2 separate regions of the Mus musculus genome follow, and region 1 is linked to region 2. A link is a contact called in public promoter capture Hi-C data. All regions are on one chromosome and are shown on one strand. The core of a region is the stretch at or near the end of the contact, and the rest is flanking DNA. Distances in the headings are between cores, read along the strand shown.

The links. Promoter capture Hi-C pulls out the DNA fragments that hold promoters and counts their contacts.
Region 1: a promoter capture Hi-C map of the HPC-7 cell line shows a contact between it and region 2, with 2.7 times the contacts expected there. The contact joins the promoter of Sh2d5 here to the enhancer-like site in region 2. A contact is called at or near these places in 12 of 39 promoter capture datasets (the 3T3-L1 cell line, the C10 cell line, the HPC-7 cell line and 7 more), 2 of 484 Hi-C or Micro-C datasets (epiblasts and granulocyte-monocyte progenitors), 3 of 115 datasets of contacts at active chromatin or transcription factors (the 230-238 cell line, pancreatic cancer cells and stem cell-derived neural progenitor cells) and 1 of 9 other capture datasets (adipose tissue).

What each region holds. Positions count from the first base shown.
Region 1 is chr4:138,245,203-138,252,442 of GRCm38.p6, forward strand. It overlaps Sh2d5 (SH2 domain containing 5), which reads left to right and starts at 5,209. Exons shown (of 10, transcript NM_001099631.1): 1 at 5,209-5,306.
Region 2 is chr4:138,013,158-138,020,181 of GRCm38.p6, forward strand. All of the region lies in intron 2 of Eif4g3 (eukaryotic translation initiation factor 4 gamma, 3), which reads left to right. Among named protein-coding and RNA genes, the nearest start is that of Eif4g3, 23 kb to the left of the region's middle. Within about 2 kb of position 2,969, at least 32 of the 459 cell types and tissues checked have an H3K27ac peak or open chromatin away from gene starts, as enhancers often do. A contact at or near this core is called in the HPC-7 cell line, where this site is marked.

The DNA.
Region 1 (7,240 bases), core at 3,959-6,458, 230 kb after region 2:
GAGCAGATATTCAAATATATGGGCCTGTGGGGGTTCTCATCCAAAGCCTCACAGCTTAGGCTCTCAGTGATCGGGCAGGGCAGGGCAGGGCACACCTCCTAATTAACTTCCTCCCACCAGACTGCTACCTTTTAAAGGTTCTGCCACCTCCCAACTACCTGAGCTTTTGGAAGAGCACATACCGAACCCCTGAATAGAAATTTCTATAATAGTACCAGTGTTTATATGCTGGCTTTGTGCTGTGTTATCACGTACCTAGGCATTCTCCATTTTATGGGTAGAAAATCAAATTCTATAGTATATCACAGGTAGTTGGCAAAGGTGGAGTTACCACCTGTGTGCTTTTTCTTTTTAATTACATTTTATTAGTGTGTGCGTCCATGTGCTTAGGGTGCCCGTGTGGAGATCAGAGGACAACTTGGAGTTGATTCTCTTTCTACCATATGAGATCCAGGCAAGTGCTTTTCCCCTTTGTGACATCTCACTGGCCTCAAATCCATGTACTTTGTTTTGTTTTGGTTTTTTTTTTTTTGGTTTTTCGAGACAGAGTTTCTCTGTGTATCCCTGGCTGTCCTGGAACTCTCTCTGTAGACCAGGCTGGCCTCGAACTCAGAAATCCGCCTGCCTCTGCCTCCCAAATGCTGGGATTAAAGGTGTGCACCACCACACCAGGCCCATGTACTTTGAATACAAAACTATTTTTGACTGCTTCCCCCTTGACTTTTCTTTTTCTTTTAAGATTTATGTGTGTAAGTACACTGTCGCTCTCTTCAGACACACCAGAAGAGGGCATCAGATCCCATTACAGATGGTTGTGAGCCACCATGTGGTTGCTAGGGATTGAACTCAGGACCTCTGGAAGAGCAGTCAGTGTTCTTAACCTGAGCCATCTCTCCAGCTGCCCCATCCCTGGACTTTTTAAAAGTTTTGTATTGTCCCAACATTGTCTCCATCCCTACCCTGGAAGGCAGTGTTCATGAAGACCAGGAAGGGATATCATCTTAAGGTAGGGTGGCTCGATACAGATCCCTGGGTGCGCAATAAAACTCCCTATAAAACAGACTGGCTTTGAGCTTGCAGTGATTGTCCTGCCTCTGCCTCCCAAGTGCCAGGATTCTAGGCAATGACCCCACATTGAACTTCACTGTAGCTTTTAACAACTGTCAAATTTTACTGGGAAATACTGTCTGCTTGGCTCTCAGGTTTTTAAAAGACTTAAAAACTTGTTAGTGGGAATGACATACAGTCTGGCCTCGGATCCCACTGGAGCTGGAGTTACAGAAGGCGGGTGTGAGCGGCCCTGCGTGAGTGTTGGGGACTGAACTCGGGTCCTTTGCTCTTAACCACTGAGTCGGCTCTTCATTCCTGCCTCTAAGGTTTTTTTTATAGGACTGTTCAGACACTTGGCCACTCTCAGGCACTCACTCTGGGATGCTTTCTGTGTGGTGCTCATTCACGTCTTACTCCAGAACCACCAAAAAGGGGCTTGTTTTCCATGACGCTTAGCAAGAGGAGTTCCAGCACACAGAGGTATCCACTGAACAGCCCTGAGCTGGAAGGGTAGCAGCCGGCCATCTCCTGCCGGTCTCACTCCACTGCACCGTTCTGCAACCCGGGATCTGATGAGCTTCTTGTCAGGCATTCATCTCTTACTTTACCTGTCTGTGTAAGCCAAAGTTGCTGGTAACATACGGTAATGAGGAACTGGGGCAATGGCTCAGCTGCCAGGCAGCTCTATGTGAGTTTCCAAGGCTAAGCCAGCCCCCTCGTCAGCCTGGATCAAAAGCAGGGCCAAGACCAGAACTGAAGCTGTTTGGTGTGCAAGCTACAAAACAAAACCATGTCTTTAGTGGCTTCCGTTTTTTCAATGTCCGCGTTAGAGAGTGGGCTGGGTACTGCACATTCTTCCTGTGGGAAATGCATCCCCAGCTGCTAAGTTTCTGGGAAGAAGCCCACCCCACCCCCCTTTTCAGACCCCTTCCTTTCTGCTGGGAAAGTATGAGACCCGGTTGGACACGCGGCATCTGTCCTGGGGCACCGCCTTTCCGAGGTACTTGGCATGCAGGAGATGCATCACACAGCTCGGGAGCCGGCTGGCGAGCAGCTTCCTGCTGATGTGCAGTTACTCCTACACACATTCGTCAGCTGCCAAGCGCAGAGCCAGATTCGGGGATTTTGGATAAAAGGAGAGATTGTGAGAGCAAGCTCCCACCTGTGTGCTTTAGTGATTACCGCTGACTCACAGGAAGTAACCATGACTTGCAAGGTGAACACGGATGCATTTGGCAATCATGACTCCCACCCCAGCCCGCCCTGGCCTGACTTTTTTATGTCATCTGTCTCTGTGCTTAATATGAGTAACTCCAGGCTTCCTGCACAGGTGAGTCATACAAGCAGTGGAAATGCTGCTCCTGGTAGCGGAGAGCTTGCTGTTTGGAACGCAGGAATAGACGTGGCGGCTGAGATAGTGACAACTGCTTCAAGTTACGGTTCTTAGTGGGACTAGATCAGCTTGCCCAGAGATGGCTGGCACCTCCAAAGTTTCTCACCTTTGATGCAAGCCTTGGGGCATGAAGTGGGTTTTGTGTTTGAATTTCATGTGTATGGGTGTTTTGTCTGTGTATGTTTGTATATCACATGTGTGCCTGGTGCCCAAGGCAGCCAGAAAGATGGTGTTAGATTCCCCCTAGAATGGGACTCACGTTGTGAACCACCATATGGGTGCTGGCAGTAGGAATTGAACTTGGAACCTCAAAGCCATTGAGCCTCTCTCCAGCCTATAAGGTGTTTTATTATTATTACATTTTGGTTGTTATTTGTGTGTGCACATAGAAGGTTGTGGACATTTGAAAGGCAGGGGACAACTTGTAGGAGTCGTTTGTCTTCTTCCACAGCATGGGTCCTAGATTGAACTCGGGTCATCAGCCTTGGTAACAGGTAACAACCCACTGAACCACCCTCCCTGGTTTTTCTTTTATCCATGGTGGGGATTGAACTTAGTCTTGTGCATGCCTGAGAAATGTTCTACCACTGACATATGTGACAGCCATGTTTTCCTTTCTTTTTATTCTTTTTTTCTTTTTTTTTCCTTTTTTTTTTCTTTTTTGATTTTTCAAGACAGGGTTTCTCTGTGTAGCCCTGGCTGTCCTGGAACTCACTTTGTAGACCAGGCTGGCCTCGAACTCAGAAATTCACCTGCCTTTGCCTCCTGAGTGCTGGGATTAAAAGTGTGTGCCACCACGCCCGGCTTTTTCCCTTCTTTTAAAAAAAAAAAAAAGCCTGGCGGTAGTGGTGCACGCCTTTAATCCCAGCACTCAGGAGGCAGAGGCAGGCAGATTTCTGAGTTTGAGGCCAGCCTGGTCTACAGAATGAGTTCCAGGACAGCCAGGGCTATACAGAGAAACCCTGTCTCGAAAAAAACAAAAAACAAAAACAAGTCATATTCATTTTGGGGGCTGGAGAGATGGCTCAGCCACTAAGAGCATTTGTTGCTCATGCAGAGAACCTGGGCTGTGTTTTTAGCACCCGTGTGACAGCTAATACCCATCTGTAATTCTAATTCCAGAGGTTTGTCCCCCCACCCCCACCTTCTGTTCTCTGAGGGATTCAGGCACAAATGCGATATATATGCACACATGCAGGCAAAACACTTATAAATCTGAGTAGAGAAGTGTCTCACGTGGTTAAGAGTACTGGTTGCCCTTCCGGAGGACCTAGGCTCCATTCCTAGCATTTGTATGACAGCTCACAACTCTCATAACTGCAGTTTCAGAGGACCTGACTCCTTGTGGCTTGCAATGGTACCAGGTATGCATGTGGTGCACAGATATAAAAGCAGGCAAAACACACATACAGATAAAAATTAATAAAATGAAAGAAAAAAAAAGGAATGGATCATACTCACAATCAAAAAGAAATCTAAATTTATAAAATTGTAAAATTTTATTCTATAAAAAGTGCATTTTATTTAAAAATAAAATAAACTAAGATGAAGTAAGGAGCTTTAAATATTTCTTTTTAAGAGTTAGGAGGGAGCCTTTTCGTTTTTATGTATCCTGAGTTGCCCGTTTGGTGAACTGAGCTTGCCCCCCCCCTCCCCCCCGTTGCTCCTTCACTGTCCAGGCCTGGAGACTGTTAGGGAGATTCCTTACCATTCTGCACAGGGGAATTGCCAAAGGTCACAGACAAAAGAAATTCAAAATAGCATCGGTATTTACTGACCCTTCACTTACCAGGTCAGTGTCCCTGTCAGGCCTTCCAGTTCTCACCTGGCTGAGTCAGGGGTGGTAATGGCTATGGGAGAGGCCCTGGAGGATTAACATGATTAAAGTGTTAATCTAAGTCCCACTGGGGAGAGAGAAGTGCCTGGTTGTGGGCAACAATCACACCTTATTGTTGCCTCTGGAAAGGTGTTAGGAGCTCTGCAGAGACAAGGGATGCCCAGAGCCGTGCCCTGCGCACTCTGCACTGCACCTGGGAACTCCCCTGAGGCTGCAGATTCAGGTCCACCTTCTCGCGGGCTCTGTCATCTGTCTTGGTGTCCCTCCCTGGGTCTGAACCCTTATGTCCTGGATTTCTGCGGTGTGCCACACGGGCAGTTTCTGATGCGTTCTCTCTGCAGATTTCGGGTTTAATACACACCACGCGCTTGCCTGGCTCGGATTTGCGATTTATTTGGGCCACCTACTGCGCTCCTCACCTAATGGGATCAGAAGAGCTCGCCCTCTCGGCTCTGTGCGCGCGCTGGCTAAATTCACTCACCATTTCCCCATCTAAGTGGATTTCCGTGAGGCCGGAAGGACAAGAGTCACCACTCCTGCTGGACCCCAGCTGAGCGGTCCAATCAATCTCCACCCAGTAAGTGGATTCATGCCACCAAGTCCTCTGCCATTTGCGTGTGAAGGGGTGGGTCTGCAAGGTCATTGAGCGACCGTGCAGACCTAGTGGAGTAGCTAGGTCTGCCCCGAGGAGCAGACGAGTAGCGAGGCCCTGAGCTCACCGAGTCTGGACAGCTTCGTGGAGGAAGAGCGACAAGGAGGAGCCAACCCAGGTCGCAGCGTGGGCGGAGCCAGGTACCCTCGCAGCCTCTGATTGGGCGGCACGGCGGAGCGGAGCGGCTCCGATTGGCTGGTGAGGCCGGCGCCGCGGCCAGGTGATGCCCAAGGGGTCGGATCCCAGGGCCACGTGGGGGGCGCGCGGCGCGGGGGCGGGGGCGTGTGCGGGGGTGGGGCGGGCCCCGCGCTGGGTAGGAGCAGAAGCTGCGGGAAACGGAGCTGTGAGACCTGCCAGGAGGCGCGGTAGCGGTGGTGAGTGCTCCTGGGAACCCTCCGGGGGCTGGGCCGAAGCCGGGAGGGTCTTCCCAGAGCGAGCCGCACCCCCACTTCCCTCCGCCGGCAGTTGCCATCACCTCAGTCCCCGTCACCATACCTCCCTTTCTGGCGCCGGGGCACCTGTGCCCCTCCGAGAACCTAGCGCTGCGTGGGGATGGTGACGCTTGCGAGATCGCTGTCTGCGCTCGCACGCGCTCCGCACCTCCGCTCGCGATCCTTTCCGCGTCTTCCCTATCCAGCCTTGTGTACTCCCCGCGACCAGATAGATTTCGGGAAGAACAGAGGCTGATGAACAGACCCAGGAGGTGGCTGCCTTCGCGGTCCCCTTCACAACTGAGGAACTGGAAGCTGGCAGGCCAAGGTCACATCAGCCAAACCTGCTGAACCCCAGTCCAGTCCCTTGTTGCGCGGGTCCAGGGCCTGTGGAGATGGTAGCAGAAGTGTGCTGGGCTGGGAGCCCAGCCTTTCTAAACAGTTCCATACCTAGCGCCTGAGTTGTTGCAGCTATGAGGCTACTACTGGCTACTTCTGCACAGATACAGACCCAGTGTATACCAAGGATGGATGCCTGCTTGGGGGCCCCATAGACTGTAAGCAGAAGGGTACTGCCTAGCCTCGGCAGAGAGTCCTGGGTTTGCCAGCTCTCCATCCTGTGATGTGTGCCTTTAGTCCAGTAGCTGGGGTCTGCAGGCTTGGGAGTCTCCCAAGTACCCTGAATGGATAGATTGTTGAGTTTTATGGTGCACAGGGCCCTGTGATTGGACGTGAAGTATAGAGTTAACATAGCCAGTCTCCTGCTCCTAAGGAGAACACCCCCCCCCGCCCTCTGGAAAATAGAAGCCCGTATGTGCCTCTGTAGGTATGACCTGGCCGCAGCAGACAAACCCCTGTGGGAAACTTTTTTTTTGGTTCAAAGAGATGAGTTGGGTGTGTGGTCGTTTTCAGGGTTTCAATGAACCCTGGTGACCTCCTTGGTCTAAGGCAGGATCAGACTGGAAGAGGGGCACACAGTTCCTGTTTCTGGGGAGGCTAAATATAAGGAGGCTGGGGACGACGGCCAGGTGCTTGGAGGATGCTGTCCACCCGCCTTCTCTCCCCCCCCCCCCCCCCCCGCTTCTATATGCCCCTTTCCCCCACAGAGGACTGGGCAAGCTGGTGTCTGTGTGTGTGTGAGTGTGAGCTTTGCTGACCCTTGGCTCTTTACCCTGTGCTTGCCAGGCGCAGGCAGGGGTGTGAAGGGCTCTCGTCAGCTCTCTTTGTCTCTTTCGTGATTGCTTTTCTTTTCATTCGTTCCATCCCGCTTCCTTACGGGTCTCATTGCCGGCTATGAGTCTTGTGGTCTCTGCTTCCTTGTTCTCTTCTGCCTGCCTTGGTGATTAGAAAGTGAAGAAGCACTTCACTGCCTCCGGGGGAGCTGCGTCCCCCTGCTGGGAAGGGGCAGGCGGCACGTGGCAAGACTGTGGTCTGCTTTATATAAACAACAGATGTGCCGTCGGGACAGGCGACTGGGAAGTGAGCAGGGTTAGAAGGGAAGGTTGGCAGAGCGAAGGTCGGCAGCAGCCTTGGGGAGGTCTGGGTGGACTGGGGCAGGGGCGGGGCTACAGCCATTGTTTCCCACTCTCCCTGGTTGAAGCCTGGGCTTGAAGGTCACTGGCCAGTAGGGTGGAGGGATCTAAGAGCATCAATTCTAAGGCACCCGAGCTCCTCCCTTTCCAAGTACATCTGCCGCTTTGGTACTTTCAGGCCACCCTACTAACTCCTGCGCTCTCCTGGGGAGTCAAAGCCTCCAGGCCAGCTTCCTTCCCAGCCTGACTTTCACCATCGCTGAGGGGTTCCAGTTGGTGTCACCTGGACAGGAAGTCTTGAAAGTGGCTAGACTCTGCTGTCTTCCCAAGCTCCCTTCTGGCCAG
Region 2 (7,024 bases), core at 1,719-4,218:
GTGGGGCTCAGAGGATAGCATCAGCTCTCCTCCTCAGTCCCTCTCCTCAGTTTTGAGATAAGCCCTCTTACTGAGACTGGAGCTCACCATTTTGGCCAGACTAGCTGGCTGGCAACCCTGGGGTCCACCTCTTCCCCTGCCCCCCCCCCCCCCCAGCTGTGGTTACAGCCCACACCACCACACCTAGCCTTTCTGTGAATTTGGGATCTAAACTCAGGACCTCATGCTGGCACAGTAGACTTTACCCACTGCTCTCTCCATCACCCCAGAAGTACATGTTAAAATGTATTAATTATTGGTTGTGTGAGAGGGTTAAGCGCTGTTTCCTGGCAGCTGGATCCTGCACACCAGATGTGCACTCTCACCCCAAGCTGTACCTCTGTCCTTCAGCCTTAGTTGACAAGCTGTTTTATTTTACATTTGAGACACAGTCTCACTGAGTGTCTTAGAAACCCCTCTGTAGACCAGGCTGACCTCAGGGCTTGGTTGGCTTGCCCCTGCTTACCTAGCACTGCGGGGATGTGTGCCGGCAGGTGAGGCTGAAACGACTGGTTTTCTGCAGGAAGAGCGGAGTTGCTCATGCTCAGGTGTGCTTGGGCTTCATGGTTGATGGCAAATTTCTATTTAAATATGGTCTAGGGGACTGGTCCTGAACTCTTGAGTGAACTCTCAGGTGATCATCCTGTCCCACCCTCTCTATGAACCAGATGATAGGTGCAAATGTGTAAATAGCCGGTGTGTATGAGATCAGCGGGAACTTGTCAGTCATTTTGTTCAAAGTGAAGAGTGGGTTTGGAGAGGGAATCTTAGAGTGCAAGGATTCTTTTTTTTTTTTTTTTTTTTTTTTTTTTTTTTTTTTAAAATAACGACAAGGAATTTTTTTTTAAAGATTTATTTATTTATTATATGTAAATACACTGTAGCTGTCTTCAGACACTCCTGACAGATGGTTGTGAGCCACCATGTGGTTGCTGGGATTTGAACTCTGGACCTTCGGAAGAGCAGTCGGGTGCTCTTACCCACTGAGCCATCTCACCAGCCCGAGTGCAAGGATTCTTAAAGATGACCGTTTGGCTCTGAGAAGTGAAACTGAACTGCAGGCATTCACAGCAGACCAAGAAGGTTTCGTCGAGCGGTTTAGGGTACTCCATGACAGAAAGTGGCTGTCGGGAAAAGAGGAGCGATTCCCATCTCGCCCGCCTGGTTTCAGTTCCTCTTTGTAAGTAGCTTATTACCTTGGCATCCATTGTGAGTCACTGGAGCACTCCTGTGTCTGAGAATGTGGCTCTCTGTAGAGCCCAGGCTGTTGCAGCTAGAGGCAGGCTTCTTGTTTTAAGGTTGGGTTTTGTGTGTCCAGTTTTCTGCTTTGTAGTCCACAGAGCTTCAGAACGAACCCGCCCTTTGAGCTGCTCCCGAGATTCGTTGGGTGACCATCTGAGTTGTGTTTGGAGAGATGAGATTGCTAAGGCTTTGAGAGGCTACCTGCTAAGCTTTGGTGCTTCTTGGCCCTTAAATGGGGCTTGCTGACCATAGGTGGTCTCCAGCCCGTGACGCCGACAGCGTGTTCAGCAGTGTAACAATGGCGGTTGTCTTTTGCTGGCTTCTCTGGTGTCCTAAGTGTAATGAAATCGCTTCTCCTCAGTGGCCTCACCTGCTCACTCACCTGCCAGCCCGACCACGCATGGCAACTGGCATTAGTTCATGTCGGGATTGAGAAGAAAGAGAGCCAGAGTCTTCGGGGTGGAATAGATGATGGAAATCCTCCATTCAGTTTCCTCACGCAGATCTCAGCTGAGTTAGAATAGGGCTCCCGGCCTCGAGAGCGCTTTACGAGTCTCTGAAGGAGCCTCTGAAGCAGGACTCCAGCTAGGAAGCTTGGGGAGGAGGGTGTTTTAGATTCTCTTGGAACAGTGCAGAAGCTGCGTGGAGCAGGAGCAGCACACTGGTAATCAATGCCTCCTGACTACCTCAGGACTGTGGGGTGAAGAGGGACCACGGTATGAGAAAAACGTAAGTAGGACTAAGCAGTTAACGAGGAAGGAGTGGGAAACAGGAGGACATTAGGAAGCAGCGATACTGTGTGTAAGCTTACCTGCGACTCTGGAGATTGTCTGCTGTCTATCTGTAGTTCAAGACAGGCTTTCTCTGTGTAGCCTGAACTCAGTCTGTAGACCAGGCTGCCCTTGAACTCAGAGATCCTCCTGCCTCTGCCTCTGAGTGTTGGGACTAATGGCGTGTGCCACCACTGCTTGGCTTTTTATTTTTACTTCCGTTAGTGCTGTTTGTCAGTGTACCACACAGATGCAATGCATGTGGAGGGCAGCATGGACACGGGGCGCCCCCGTGCTGGAGGAATAGACATTGCTTCTACTCATCTAACGGCCTCTCCAGCCCCAGGTGCTCAGAGGGTTTTGAGGCAGGAGTTCACTCTTTAGCCGAGACTGGCCTCGAACTGGGATCCTTATTCTCCCTGTTGCTGGGCTTGACAGGTGAGCACCACGGTGCCCGGTTTCACCTGATACCTAAGGATGCTTATTTAGATTTGTTAGCACTTAATGGCTTAGATTCTCTTAGATTATTTTTGGGTTATAGCCTAGGCTAGCCCATTTCCCCGCTTCCCCGGCTGGGAACTGCACTTGCTGCTTTGCCGCTTGCTTGGGTTCAGTCACAGGCCTGCGTGTGGTGGGAAGCTCAGTTGCGTATTTTAATTCCTTCATCATTCAGACTGGAGAGGTCCAGAAGGAGGTCAGGTGGTGGTGGGCTTTTCTTGTTTTTTGTTTGCTTTTTGAGATAGGTTCTCACTATGTAACCTTGGCTAGCATTGAGCTTGAACCGTGAGTGTGCATGTGGGAAGTGCTGGGGATCAACCCTGTGACAGGCAGAGACGAAAGCAAATAGCCAGTCTCTCTTCCCCAGCAGGGCAGGTGAGGGACAGATGACTGGGGTTTCATTGTTTGTTCTGTAGATGATATAACAGAGACTGAACATTATGTTAAAGAATGCTTCGTGCTTACTCATCGTGGTGTGCTGCTGATAGGTTGCAGGGAGGGCCTGATAATAACTGGACAAGGGCTCTGTCACCAACAGCTCTCTAGCTCCTGATGTCCTTAATGCTCTAAGATAGGTTTAGCACTTGATTTCAGATTGACTGATTGAAAATCCTCCCCTGCTTGTTTTGTTTTTTGTGATAGGCTTTCTCTGTGTAGCCCTGACTGTCTTTGGAACTCACTCTTTAGACCAGGCTGTCCTTGAACTCAAGACATCCACCTGCCTCTGCCTCCTGAGTGCTGGGATCAAAGGCATGTGCCACCATGGCCCAGTCAAAGACTGCTTTTATAATCAGAAAAATTAACATACTTTATTTTGAAAAATGAAATAAAGCTCAAGTCTGGCTGAATCAGAGTCTGCTTGTCAGGCAGGTTAAGTTATGTGGTTGACATAGGAGCATAGAGAAGACTTACAATACCATCCCTGGAGGTTCAGTGCAGGCACGGAATGGAGCATCCGCTTTCTCTGGTAGAACTTGTTTTTCAGTTGGTTTTTAAGTGCTCGGTACATCGCTCAGTTAGAGCGCTTGCTTAGTGTGGACAAGGCCAGGATCTGATCCCAGCAGTGAACCTCTTTCCCCAGAACAGCAGCAGGAAACCTACTTGTTTTAATCCAGTTAACTAGAAACCCAGCTCGTTGAGCATCCTCCCTAAGCAGTAGGACTTGTCTGTGTTTACCGTGGTAGCCATACTAGTGCTGATACATTGCCAGCTAGCGAACATGTGATGTAAAGGAAGCCTGTATTTTTACGGTTGGGGCAAGTAAGTGCAGTGTTTGGGGCAGACGGTCTGTTTGAGTTTCCTTTTCAAAGTCCTGTGCTCTTCTGTCCTTGCTGTCCTGCCTTCCAGCTGGGGCTGCAGCAGAGCTGAACCAGAAAATGTCTGCTACTGCAGCAAGGGCTGCTACGGGACCTGGCTGCTGCTGTGCTTCGTGGGACTAAGCAGCAGGAGATGCCTGGAGACAGTGCCCTGGGTCCTTGCTGTCTTCGGGATGGGGATTGCTCGAGGGAGAGTGTATAGCAGATGCTGCAGTCAGGAGGAGATGCCAGAGTATTGGGATTTATAGCCTCAGCAAGGGACCCACCCCTTCTCTGCCGCAGCACGAAACCTCAGCAGCTGCTGTCGTTCACCCAGCAGTGTTGGCTGCAGAAGGCAGCAAGTGTACCTGCCTGGCGGTGGATGGCAGCCGTGCTGAGGGCGATGCAGATTGCAGATTAGGTGGTGAATTGGTTGAAGTGAGTGACAGGTGGGGCAGAATTCAAGAGGGCTCTTGTGCAGCTGGAGTGAGGAATTTTGCAGCCCAGGAGGAAGCCTCAGGTGAGAGGTGGATGTGGTTGGAGTTGGGAATTGAAGTCTCTGTGTGCATACCCCTGGGTCACTCCCCAGACTGGATACACTGTCAGGTAGATGGGCGTGGTTTTGCCTGAGTTCTTGTCCTTTCCGTCTGTGACTAGTCACAGGGATGATGTAGGACAACAGGGATCAGCTGCTTAGCAATCAGGAAGAAAAAGTATGTCTCCGTGGGCAGTGAGACACTGTCCTCTTAAACAAAAGTTAGGAAGGGCTCTCTCTCTCTCTCTCTCTGTCTCTCTCTCTCTCTTGTTTGGTGTTTGCATGTGTGTGCCTGTGTTTGCATGTATGCAGATGTCTTTGCCCATGTGTGTAGGTTAAGATGTCTTTCTTTATGGGTGTCAGCAGTTTTGCTGTGTAGAATGATGAGCAGCATTCTAGAGATTTCCTTAGTAAAGATTTCTGTGCACAAAACGATAGAGCAGTCCACACACGGCCTGCGCTGGTCTCGCTTCCCAGGGACATCCCAGAGTAGGTTTTATCTGCAGAGCATGTTTTTATTATTTACCGGAAATAATTTGTGTGTGTGTGCTGTTGAAGGTTCTCTTGCATACTAGAGAGGTGCTCTGTGGCCCAGCTGCTCCCAGCTGCTGCTGTGCTGTGAATGTAGTAGTTGGACACGCTACACTGACGGCTCTCACAGTTCTCAGGATTGGGTGTAAGGAAGGCCTGAGTGAGCAGCAGAAGCCACGAGTGCCGGAGCCAGCCCAGGCCTTCTGTTTCCTTAGTTACCCATGGCAGTCAGTTCTGTGACCGTGACCAAAGTGCACTCATGTGAAAAATGTCAGGGTGAAACCCAGTAGTTTGTACACTTGATAAATGCTAATTTAAAAAAAAAAAAAAAGGAGCCAGTGCTGGTGGCCTTTAATCCCAGCACTGAGGAGGCAGAGGCAGAGGGGCAGAGGCAGGAGAATCTCTTGAGTTTGAGACCATTTAGCTCTATCTTGTGAGACCCTGCCTCAGAAAATTAAAACTAAAACAGAAGATTTAGTCTTCTATCTTCTTGTTTATTAGCTATTGTTTTTGTTTAAAGTATAGTGTTTGCTGTGTGTCTTTAGTCACTATTTTATTGTCATGAAGAGTCACCATGACCAAGGTAACTCTCATAAAAGAAAGTATTTAGTCAGAGGCCTTGTTTACAGTTTTGGGGTTTAGTCGATGATGGTTGTGATGGGAGAGCTGGCAGCATACAGAGTCACAGCAGAGGTAGTCGCCCCCCAGCCTGATTGCAGGCATTGGGAAGAGGGTGGGTGGGTGGGTAGGCACTCAGGGCCTGAAATGGGCTTTTAAAACCTCAAAACCCAAATCCAATGACACGCCTCCTCCGACAAAGGCCACGCCTCCTAATTCTACTCAAACATTCCACTAGCTAGGAAGGGACCAGACATTCAAATACATGAGGGTCTGGGGGCCATTCTTATTCAGACCTCCATACTGTTATGATCTATCTGTCTCTATCTCCCATTGCTTGGATTTTAAGCCTGAACTGCTATACCTGTGAGTTCTTTTTTGTTTGTTTGCTTTTGTTTTGTATTTTTGTGTGTTTGTTTTGTTTTTGTATTTTTGAGACAGGTCTCTCTACATATTTTTGACTGTCCTAGAACTCACTAGACCAGGCTGGCTTTGAACTCACATATATCTGCTCACCTCTGCTTTCTGAGTGCAGGGATTAAAGGCATGCACCACCAAACCTGGCTTTGTGTGTATGTGTATCTGTGTGTGTGTGTGTTTATGTGTGTGTTTATGTGTGTGTCTGTGTATTCTAGGGGTTGAGTTCTGGTCCTTGTAAGTAGAGGACAAGCTCTTATTGACCAAGGTATCTCAAACTGATAGGCAGCCTACTGTGTTAAAGCCCATCATTATCTGGGTATTGTGGTTTGCTTAATCTTTTTAGCCATGAGGCTGAACCTGTAGGCTGATGAGTTCCAGGCCAGCCTAGGTATGTATGTATGTATGTATGTGTATATATATATATATATATATATATATATATATATATATATATATATATATATATATATAGTAAGACTCTGTGTCAGCTCCTCCCTGCTAAAAACCTCACACATTACTTCCCTTTGGGTGATTTTACAGCAGTTGTTTTTATTTAAGTAGCTGTTACCATATTTTCATTCTTGTTTATATAAAGAGTTTATCAAAGCTTTTACAGAAATAGAGAAATAAGTAGCTGTCTTTCCTCTGAGTCTTTTTTTTTTTTTTTTTTTTTTTTGCCTTCGCCGTTCTGGAACTCAGTGTGTACACCAGGGTGGCCTCATTTGTGGTGCCTGCCTGCCTCTTGTGCTGCCTGCCGCGCCCAGCTCTGTGCCTGCATCCTAGAGATGCTGTCCTATCGTTTGTAACATGGAGTATGGCAACCTGGACACTGCTCTCTTGGTTTTATGGTTCTATAGAGTGTTGTTAAGTCATTGTGCAGACTGGGGTCATGGCTCTTGGGGAGGAGCGTGTGGCTGCGTTTGCTGTTGCCAGCCTTCCACAAACTGTTGTGTGACAGTGAGGAAGCGCCAGGCCCATTTCACCTCTGTGAGCCATTACAGATGTCTCACCTCACTCTTGACAGGCCAGCATTCAACAAATCAGAGAACACCACTTTTCAAAATATGAGAAATACT